Linked DNA regions of Delphinus delphis: region 1 is linked to region 2. The links are chromatin contacts, called in public Hi-C maps. All regions are on one chromosome and are shown on one strand. Each heading gives the region's core, a stretch centred on a gene start, on an enhancer-like site or on the middle of the called end of the contact. The rest is flanking DNA. Distances are from core to core; before and after follow the strand shown. Region 1 holds the start of FEM1C (fem-1 homolog C). Region 2 holds the start of LOC132423356 (cysteine dioxygenase type 1).

The links. A called contact is a pair of places that touch in the nucleus more often than the background predicts.
Region 1: a Hi-C map of lung shows a contact between it and region 2, with 3 times the contacts expected there. The contact joins the promoter of FEM1C here to the promoter of LOC132423356 in region 2. A contact is called at or near these places in 2 of 3 Hi-C or Micro-C datasets (lung and muscle).

What each region holds. Positions count from the first base shown.
Region 1 is chr3:78,810,652-78,814,664 of mDelDel1.2, forward strand. FEM1C (fem-1 homolog C) reads left to right here and starts at 2,338. Exons shown (of 3, transcript XM_060009001.1): 1 at 2,338-2,481; 2 at 3,336-4,013. The coding sequence starts at 3,510.
Region 2 is chr3:78,508,673-78,512,827 of mDelDel1.2, forward strand. It overlaps LOC132423356 (cysteine dioxygenase type 1), which reads left to right and starts at 1,439. Exons shown (of 7, transcript XM_069540590.1): 1 at 1,439-1,616. The coding sequence starts at 1,454. AP3S1 (adaptor related protein complex 3 subunit sigma 1) reads right to left here and starts at 1,114. Exons shown (of 6, transcript XM_060008991.1): 1 at 879-1,114. The coding sequence starts at 947.

The DNA.
Region 1 (4,013 bases), core at 1,088-3,587, 300 kb after region 2:
ATACATTTGTTGTTAAATACTACATCTTACAAGAATGAGACAGAGTTAAGCGTCAGTGTTTTTCTCAATTTTTCATTTTTACAAATTCTAAGAAAATGTTTTTACATTAATAAGTATATGGGGCTGTAAGAAGTGTTGTCACATCAATTCACTCAATTCTTTGAACTCCTTCCAATTTATAAACTCACTTAGTGATCTTGAGGTCATACTTTGTTGAAAGTAATTATTTGGAAATCACCTAGCTTGCAGAAGAATTTGTTATCCAGTCATTAGGAGTATACTTTCTCTGTATAGTCCAATATTTTAAATTGATAAAGAACTGACAAAGGTTGCCTGAGGTTTTTTTTTTTTTTTTGTGGTATGCGGGCCTCTCACTGTTGTGGCCTCTCCCGTTGCGGAGCAACAGGCTCCGGACGCGCAGCCTCAGCGGCCATGGCTCACGGGCCCAGCCGCTCCGCGGCATGTGGGATCTTCCCAGACCGGGGCACGAACCCGTGTACCCTGCATCGGCAAGCGGACTCTCAACCACTGCGCCACCAGGGAAGCCCTGCCTGGTTTTATACCCTGGAACAATGCACCATTTTAAGATTCTCAGTGAGTGAAAATTATGTCCTTTATTTTTGCAATTTGGGAAATATATGGCTATTGTAAAAGAGTTGGGAAATGAAACAGGGAGATGCCATACTGCATTCCTTTACCAGCAGATCAGTTTTAGGAAGTGATACAGATGCAAGCTGAAGATTCAGAAACTGGTGGCCTTAAAACTAAGTGTGCACCTACCCCTTGAAAATCCCCTGGGAGATGCTCATGTCCATTTGAAGACCACTGATGTAAATTTTTACAACATCTTATTGAATTTGATAAGAGAGATAGGTCAGCTCACATTAGGCCTTGGTTGGGAAACTGTACTCTGGTGTTTACACCTTGGGAGTGTAGAACTGTGATCTTTAACACTAGGGATAAAACAGCCAATTCCTCTTGGTTGTTTGATTTTTATAGATTGCTACCCTCATCCTTTCTATTCTGCCCTTCTTTATTTTCCTCTCAGTGGTAGTAACCTTAACTTCAATTTTGGAGTACTGATGTTGAGCCTATATACTGACTGCCTGAGGCAAATATAATGCCCCACTTAAAAATGATTATTAAGACCATAAAAAATGAGAAATCTTTAGAGTATATTAAGGTAAAAAAGCAAAATATGTAGTTGTATGTAAATTATTATTTCAATTATACAAAACTACATAAAATTCTGGACAATACTATAAGTAAATATGCAAAAATGAAGTGATTTTTAAATAAAATGTCTTTAATGTTGCATTACTTTTTAAGTAATAATGCTAATTACACTTATGATACTGGGGGTCAGATAATGTCTAATCTAACATTCTCTTTCTCTTAACGGTACCAAAAAACTGTGTGTGAGTTCAAGTCCCCCAAAATAAAGTGTTCAAGAGATTGAAAACTACGTTTTTCAAAACTATTTTCTCATCATGATTCACTATGGGTGTTAAGTCTCCAAACATATTTAAACTCTTCCTCACCCTAGTTTAAAACATCCCATGTGTTAACGTCATGAATTCCACAAGTTTATTTCCTGCTGCATAAAGTAGTAATTCTTTTCATTTATATTAACTTTTTAGCTTCCTCTCATTTCCTGGTTTTACTGTTCAGAGTGAAGAACTCGATGACTTACACTGCTGTTAAGCTTTATCATTCCTTGTAGCTTTATATTTTCTTAGAGTTCATATTTTTATAAACTAAGCCATGTTTGGCAGCCTCCAAAACTAAGCTTTTTCTCAAGTTTGTTGCGTTTTTCTTGTTTTGCTTTTTTGAGGCCTCATAACGAGCTCGGTATATTCCAGGGCCCAGCAAAGGAAGGAACCTTAGAAGAGACTAGTTTGAGAGAGTTGATGTCTGCGAGAAAGAAAGAATGGCTACCACCCCTCTGGGGGGTTATGGCCTTGGAACCCAAAGGTACCCGAAACCAGCGCCCCGAAAGGTGGAGCGCGGAGCAGCCCCCTACACCTCGACAGCCTCTCCGCCAACCTTCGGCGACCGCCTCCGGCGTGGCCCCGCCCCGCCCCTCCCCGCCCCGCCCCTAGGCGGCTGCTCGCGGCAGCCGCCGCCCTCCCCCGGCCCAATGGCGAGGCTGCCGCGTCGGTGATGTGAAGCAGTGCTCTGGCACGTCCGGCCCCCGTCCCGCAGTCCATTACACCATCCGCCGCGGCTGCTGCTGTAGCCGCTGCAGCCCGCGCAGACTGGGAGGGCGGGAGGCAGTTCGCCGGGGCGGGGCGGGGCGAGGCGAGGCGGGGCGAGCGGCGCGGCCGGATTCATTCCTGTGGGGCGCGGGGTATGGAGAAGCTGTGCGGCCGCAGGCGGAGCTGGGCGGTCCGGACGGCGGCGCGGATAGCGGTCTCATTTTGAGGGGGCAGCCCGAGCCCGAGCGGCCGGCGGCGGCGGGGAGGACTAGCCCCGTGGCAGGTAGTGGAGGCGGCGGCGGCGGCGGTCGGCCGAGCCCGGGCCGTGGCCTGAGGCTCCCGCGGGGAGGCCTGGGCGGGAAGGGGAAGGAGGGCGCTCGCAGGAACGGAAGGCGGGCAGCGGGCTGGAGGCCACAGGCTGATCGGCCTGCGGGAGGGGGTCGTGGTTGATGGAGGAGCTTGGGGAGGGGGCTGCCCCTATCGGGAAAAGGTAGAGGTGAAGGTTGTGTAGGGGCGGCTGTGGTTTGGGGAACCTACGGACCCCTTTGCGGGGCGGGGGGTGGGGATCAGAATGGGGCGGGCGAAGTTAGCTAAAAGGCAGCCGGATTTCCTGAGAGCCTCGAGTAGTTTTAAAGGCGAGGGAACCTTTTGGGTGAGGGTTTTGGCGTTAGCTGGCCGCGGTTTGTTGGGTCCGACCTTTTTTGTTCCTTCTCGAAAGCCATCCTGGCCACGGCGAGGCCTTGCAGCCTCGCGCCCTTGGCCCGCTCTCCTCTGCAGATGTGAGAAAGGGAAACATTTCTGCACCCGCGTCTCCTGCCTCTTTGGGTTGTACTCTCTCTGGGCGTGTGCAAAGCAAAACTAGCCCAAAGCTTGGCTGGTTAGGAGGCGAGAAAACCGGTTGCCTGTAGTGTTTAAATTTACCGTATACAGAGAAGAGACTGTCTCCCACCGTAACATTTGGGTCTCTGTGTGTATCTTTTTTGTATTCTTCTTTCCCACCTTTTTTGGGGAGGCGGAGTAGTCCCTAAAGTGTGGCTCCCCCCGCCCCCAGGAGTAAAAATTAAGAAAACCTAGTGTTTTCGCCTTTACCTATGGAAATTTCAAAACCGCTACTTTTTTTTTTTTTTCTTTCTCCAGTTTGGCGCTCTGGTTGTCATATGTTGGACGGCAATAGACAGAACATACATCCGTTCTGGGGCGCCGTGATTAACACTGAACTTTGGTTCCTGTAACCCTTGCCTGTGTCAATAGAGTTAAGCTGGAGCTTTGCTTTGAAAGATAAATAAAGCACAGCCTCTCAACTGGACATAAATGGATCTAAAGACAGCAGTATTTAATGCAGCTCGAGATGGCAAACTCCGGCTTCTCACCAAATTGTTGGCAAGCAAATCTAAAGAGGAGGTTTCCTCCTTGATCTCTGAAAAAACAAATGGGGCCACCCCACTCTTGATGGCCGCCAGGTATGGGCACCTTGACATGGTGGAATTTCTCCTAGAGCAGTGCAGTGCCTCCATAGAAGTCGGGGGCTCGGTCAATTTTGATGGCGAAACCATTGAGGGGGCTCCCCCTTTGTGGGCCGCTTCTGCAGCAGGACATCTGAAGGTGGTTCAGTCTTTGTTAAATCATGGAGCGTCTGTCAACAACACGACTTTAACCAATTCAACTCCTCTTCGAGCTGCCTGTTTCGATGGCCATTTGGAAATAGTCAAGTACCTGGTAGAACACAAAGCTGATTTGGAAGTGTCAAACCGACATGGGCATACATGCTTGATGATCTCATGTTACAAAGGACACAAAGAGATTGCTCAGTATTTA
Region 2 (4,155 bases), core at 189-2,688:
TCTGCATTTTTCAACAATATTTACACTTCTAAAAGAGTTTAACAGATATTACTATTCTTCGTAAGGAGAAAGAAAAACTATAAATTAGGACAAACTCCCTTACGTAGAAAAATGCCAAACCAGCCGCTGAAATGGTAACTTTCAGGTATAGCATCACAGTTCTAACTGGTCAAACTACAATCCTCGCCAGTTATTGCAGGAGTAGATAAATTGCAGCCACTGGGGGAAAAGCCACATAAAAACGTTAGGTCCTCACTTATCTTTTTCGTTAAAAAGGAGACACCTGAAAGTCACAGGGGCAGTAGATCCCGTAAGGCAACCTACTGGAGAGACTGTACTGAGCGTGCATGTCTCCAAACGCAGAAAACCAAAGTTCCTGCGTGACGACAGGATGGCAGCGAAAAACAGTAGCCCATCCGTCCACAGGAGAAGAGAAAGAAGTCCACCAGGAAAGGCTGGGAGTCACGGAGGTGGAGCTGCGAGACCTACCGGCTCCGCGCCGTTTCCCTCGGCTGCTAACAGAAGCCGCGGGCTGCAGATCGGCGAGAGCGCCGGGTGGGCTCGCGGGCGCAGGGGGGCTGCGGCTGACCGACTGGCTTCGGCCCCGCACCGGGAAGTCTCCAGGGCCTCGCCCGCGCAGCCGGGAAGCCACCCAGCCCACAGACAGGCGGAGGAGCCACCTGGGCAGAGCCACGTCGGAGGAAGGGAGCGCGGCGGGAGGTGGGCACCCGGCACACCCACCGGGAGGCTGACAGCCCGGAGCGCGAGACGGCCGGGGCGCGAGAAGGGCCGCGGCGCGCTTGAGGGGGTCGTCCTGAGGGCGCCGCCGGCCGCCAACGACTCCCCCTAGCCCGAATCGGCTGCAGCGGGGTACTCACGTAGGGCTGGTAGAACTTGGAGAGCCGCGGCTTCCCGTGGTTGTTAAAGATGAGGATCGCCTTGATCATGGCTGAGCCGGGCCGACCGGGTGGGAGCTGGGGGCCAGGGCGGGGGCGGGCGCGCGAGCCTCGCCTCGGGATCTCGCTGGCGATCCTTCCCCACCCGCCCCCTCCCGCACACGCGCGCGCGCGCGCGCCCCCCGGAGCTGCGGGGCAGGGCTTGGATAGGGCGGGGCCTGGGCGGGGTCGGCGCGGAGGGAAGCGGAAACAGCTCCAGGCCGGAGCTCGAAGCATAGGGGCGCTTGCGCTCCCGGAGGCTCACGGGGACGTTGCCTACCGACCTTTTCCGGAAACTTGCTGTTGTGGGGGGCGGAGAAACAGTAGTTGATCTATCAGCGGTCAGGGGACTGCAACAGGTTCGACGCAGAGGACCAACCTGCAATTCCGACTCTCAGTGGTGGTTTGGGTTCTCCCCGCCCCTACTCCGGCACCTCCCTAGCGCCGCTCTCCGGCGCAAAGCCCGCCCACTGTATGCGCTGAGCCACCACTTCCGCCCTCACCTCCCTCCAAGCAAGATGGCTGAGGAACCGGAGTCTTCGCTGCAGCTTCCTCCCTCAATTGCTGCTGAAGGTGAAGGACCCACGGAGGTCTCCCCAGAAACAGCCACTCCGGAGCCCCCTTCTTCCGCTGCAGTCTCTCCGGGAACAGAAGAACCTGCCGGTGACACCAAGAAGAAAAGTAATTTTCAGAGCAGTTTCACTCTGGGCAGAGACGGGAGGTTGAGGTTGTCTTCGAATAGGGATGGCGGCTAATAAAGAAACAAAATTTAGAGGAGGGCCGGTTCCAGACGAGGTTTTTGACCAGTCAGGAGAGAGGAAGTATACTTTTCGGCTTTTAAGACGTTTGAGTTAAGTGCCTCGAAAGAAAGCTATCTCTGGACGCACCTTCGCGGTGTGGTACCCAGTTTTTGAATGTCACGGCATTTATTACGCTGTACTCTTATCTTCCTTTGAAATGACCAGACTGAGAGCTCTTTGAAGGTGGGAACTCTGTGGGATCTGGATAGTTCCAAGTACTTAACGCGGGATCTAATTATTTGAATAATGATTTTAGCTGATAAGGATGGTCTATGGCAAATCTGAATTAGCATCCACACCTTCCGATTAGGTCTCTGTTTTTTATACCAAATGAGTGTGAATTCACACCTTGGACCAAAAAACTGGGGTTTTACCCGGTATGAAGACTGCTAAGGGAAAACTAAAGGCAGAGGCATCGCCTTTTTTAAAAAAAAACAAAAACACCGTTTTGGAATCTTTGTAAATGAATCATTTCGTTGCTTGAACTGGACCCTTTATTGCTTGAGAATTAGTCCTCAACCCTTTATTTCTTGAGAATTAATTCGCCATTGTAAAATACAGTAATTCCTAAGTGGAGCACTCTATGTAGAGTTGCCTATGAGAAAATCAGGAATTCGTTTTCTCATGTTGTGCTCAGTGATATCATGCCCTTTCATCCATCTTCACTTTCTGCTGCTGTGGAGGATAATTGTCTCTCCCAGCACTGTCCCCCTTTTAAGTCAGACTGCCTCTACACTTGGGGGAAATCTTTTCTGTCATTTCCACATTATTCACCAATAGATAAACAAAAAACTATAATTATTTCTGTAGGTAACTACTAGACTCGTTCGTCAGATGAATCCCATGAGTTTTAGAGATTTTTTTTATTTCTTATTGGAGTATAATTGGTTAACAATGTTGTGTTAGTTTCTGCTGTACAGCGAAGTGAATCAGTACTGTTGTTCCCTTTTTTCCCTTGCAATTTACTATAAGCAGAAACAGACTTTCAGAGAGTTTGTCTTAATATCTAGCAGTCTTAGTCAACAATTAACTACGTACTTGAGCCTGAAGATTGCTGTGTAATACTGTGGCTAAAAAATAAGGCCCACATTCCCAGATATGGCCTGAGGTTATATGGCATGTTTTCTTGAGTCTGCACAATTTATGATTTTTAACTATCATTTAAAAATCGAATTTTCACCTTCTGGCTCCTGTGAGCATTTGAGTTAGCCTCTGTGATAGAAAACTTACTTTCTAGCTATTTAATGTCTACCCTGAAGTTGTCATCCTTTTTTGAGGACCTTTTCTCATGGAAAAAGCTTAACTATTTCATATGCTCCACCTTTGGTTTAATCTACATATTACTGAAGCTGACCAAGCTTGTTAGTTATGGCGGCACTTTAGGATCACCTGAGGGAGCTTTTAAACATAGCAGTGCCGAGGCCCTATTTCCAGAAGATTCTGATTTAGTTGATGTAGACATCTGTTTTCTTATACATGTTCCCCCAGTTGAGTCTCCTGTGTAGCTAGAGTGGAGAACTACAAACAAATCACCTTTAGAATTAAAAAAATTAATAATAAAGTACAGCTATAATCATAATAAATATTTTTCCTTCTCTAGCTTCTTGCTGTCGCTCTCTTCTTCAGTAGTACAACTCACTATTTTCTTCTTCACTTTCTTGCAATGCCCAGTTGCAGTTGACTGATTGATAGCCCCAGGGGATTGAAGGAACAGGGACAGGGAGGTATGGAAGGTGAGTTAACCAAAATCTCCTTAGCTATCTCCCAGTTCATCTCTTTTGCTTAGATAACTGAGGGTAGGATTACTAAATGGAAGAAGGGAGATAAACTTTAGTAGGAAGATAAACTGTGCATTATGTGTTCTACATGGCTTCATTCCAGGGGTAAACTTCAGTAAATTGATCTCAGTAACCTCATTGGGACCCAATTTTTAATACCAAGGAATGGGACAGGAAGGTTGTAATAGAATAGAGTTGACTTTAGGGGGCAGCAGAACACCTCTGCTTTCGATGTTTCCTTTGATTGTGGATGTCTTTTTTTTAAATTTTTTAAAATTGAAGTATAGTTAATTTACAATGTTGTGTTAGTTTCAAGTGTACGGCAAAGTGATTCAGTTATACATATATGTATATTTTCTTAATCAGATTCTTTTCCATTTTACGTTATTACAAGATAGTGAGTATAGTTCTCTGTGCTATAAGCAGGTCCTTGTCGTTTACCTATTTTATATATAGTAGTGTGTATATATAAATACCAAACTCCTAATCTATCCCCGCATCCCCCCCATAAGTTTGTTTTCTGTTTGTGACTCTATTTCTGTTTTGTAAATGAGTTCATATGTACCATTTTTTAGATTCCGCATATAAGTAATATCATATGGTAATTGTTTTCCTCTGACTTCACTTAATATGATGATCTCT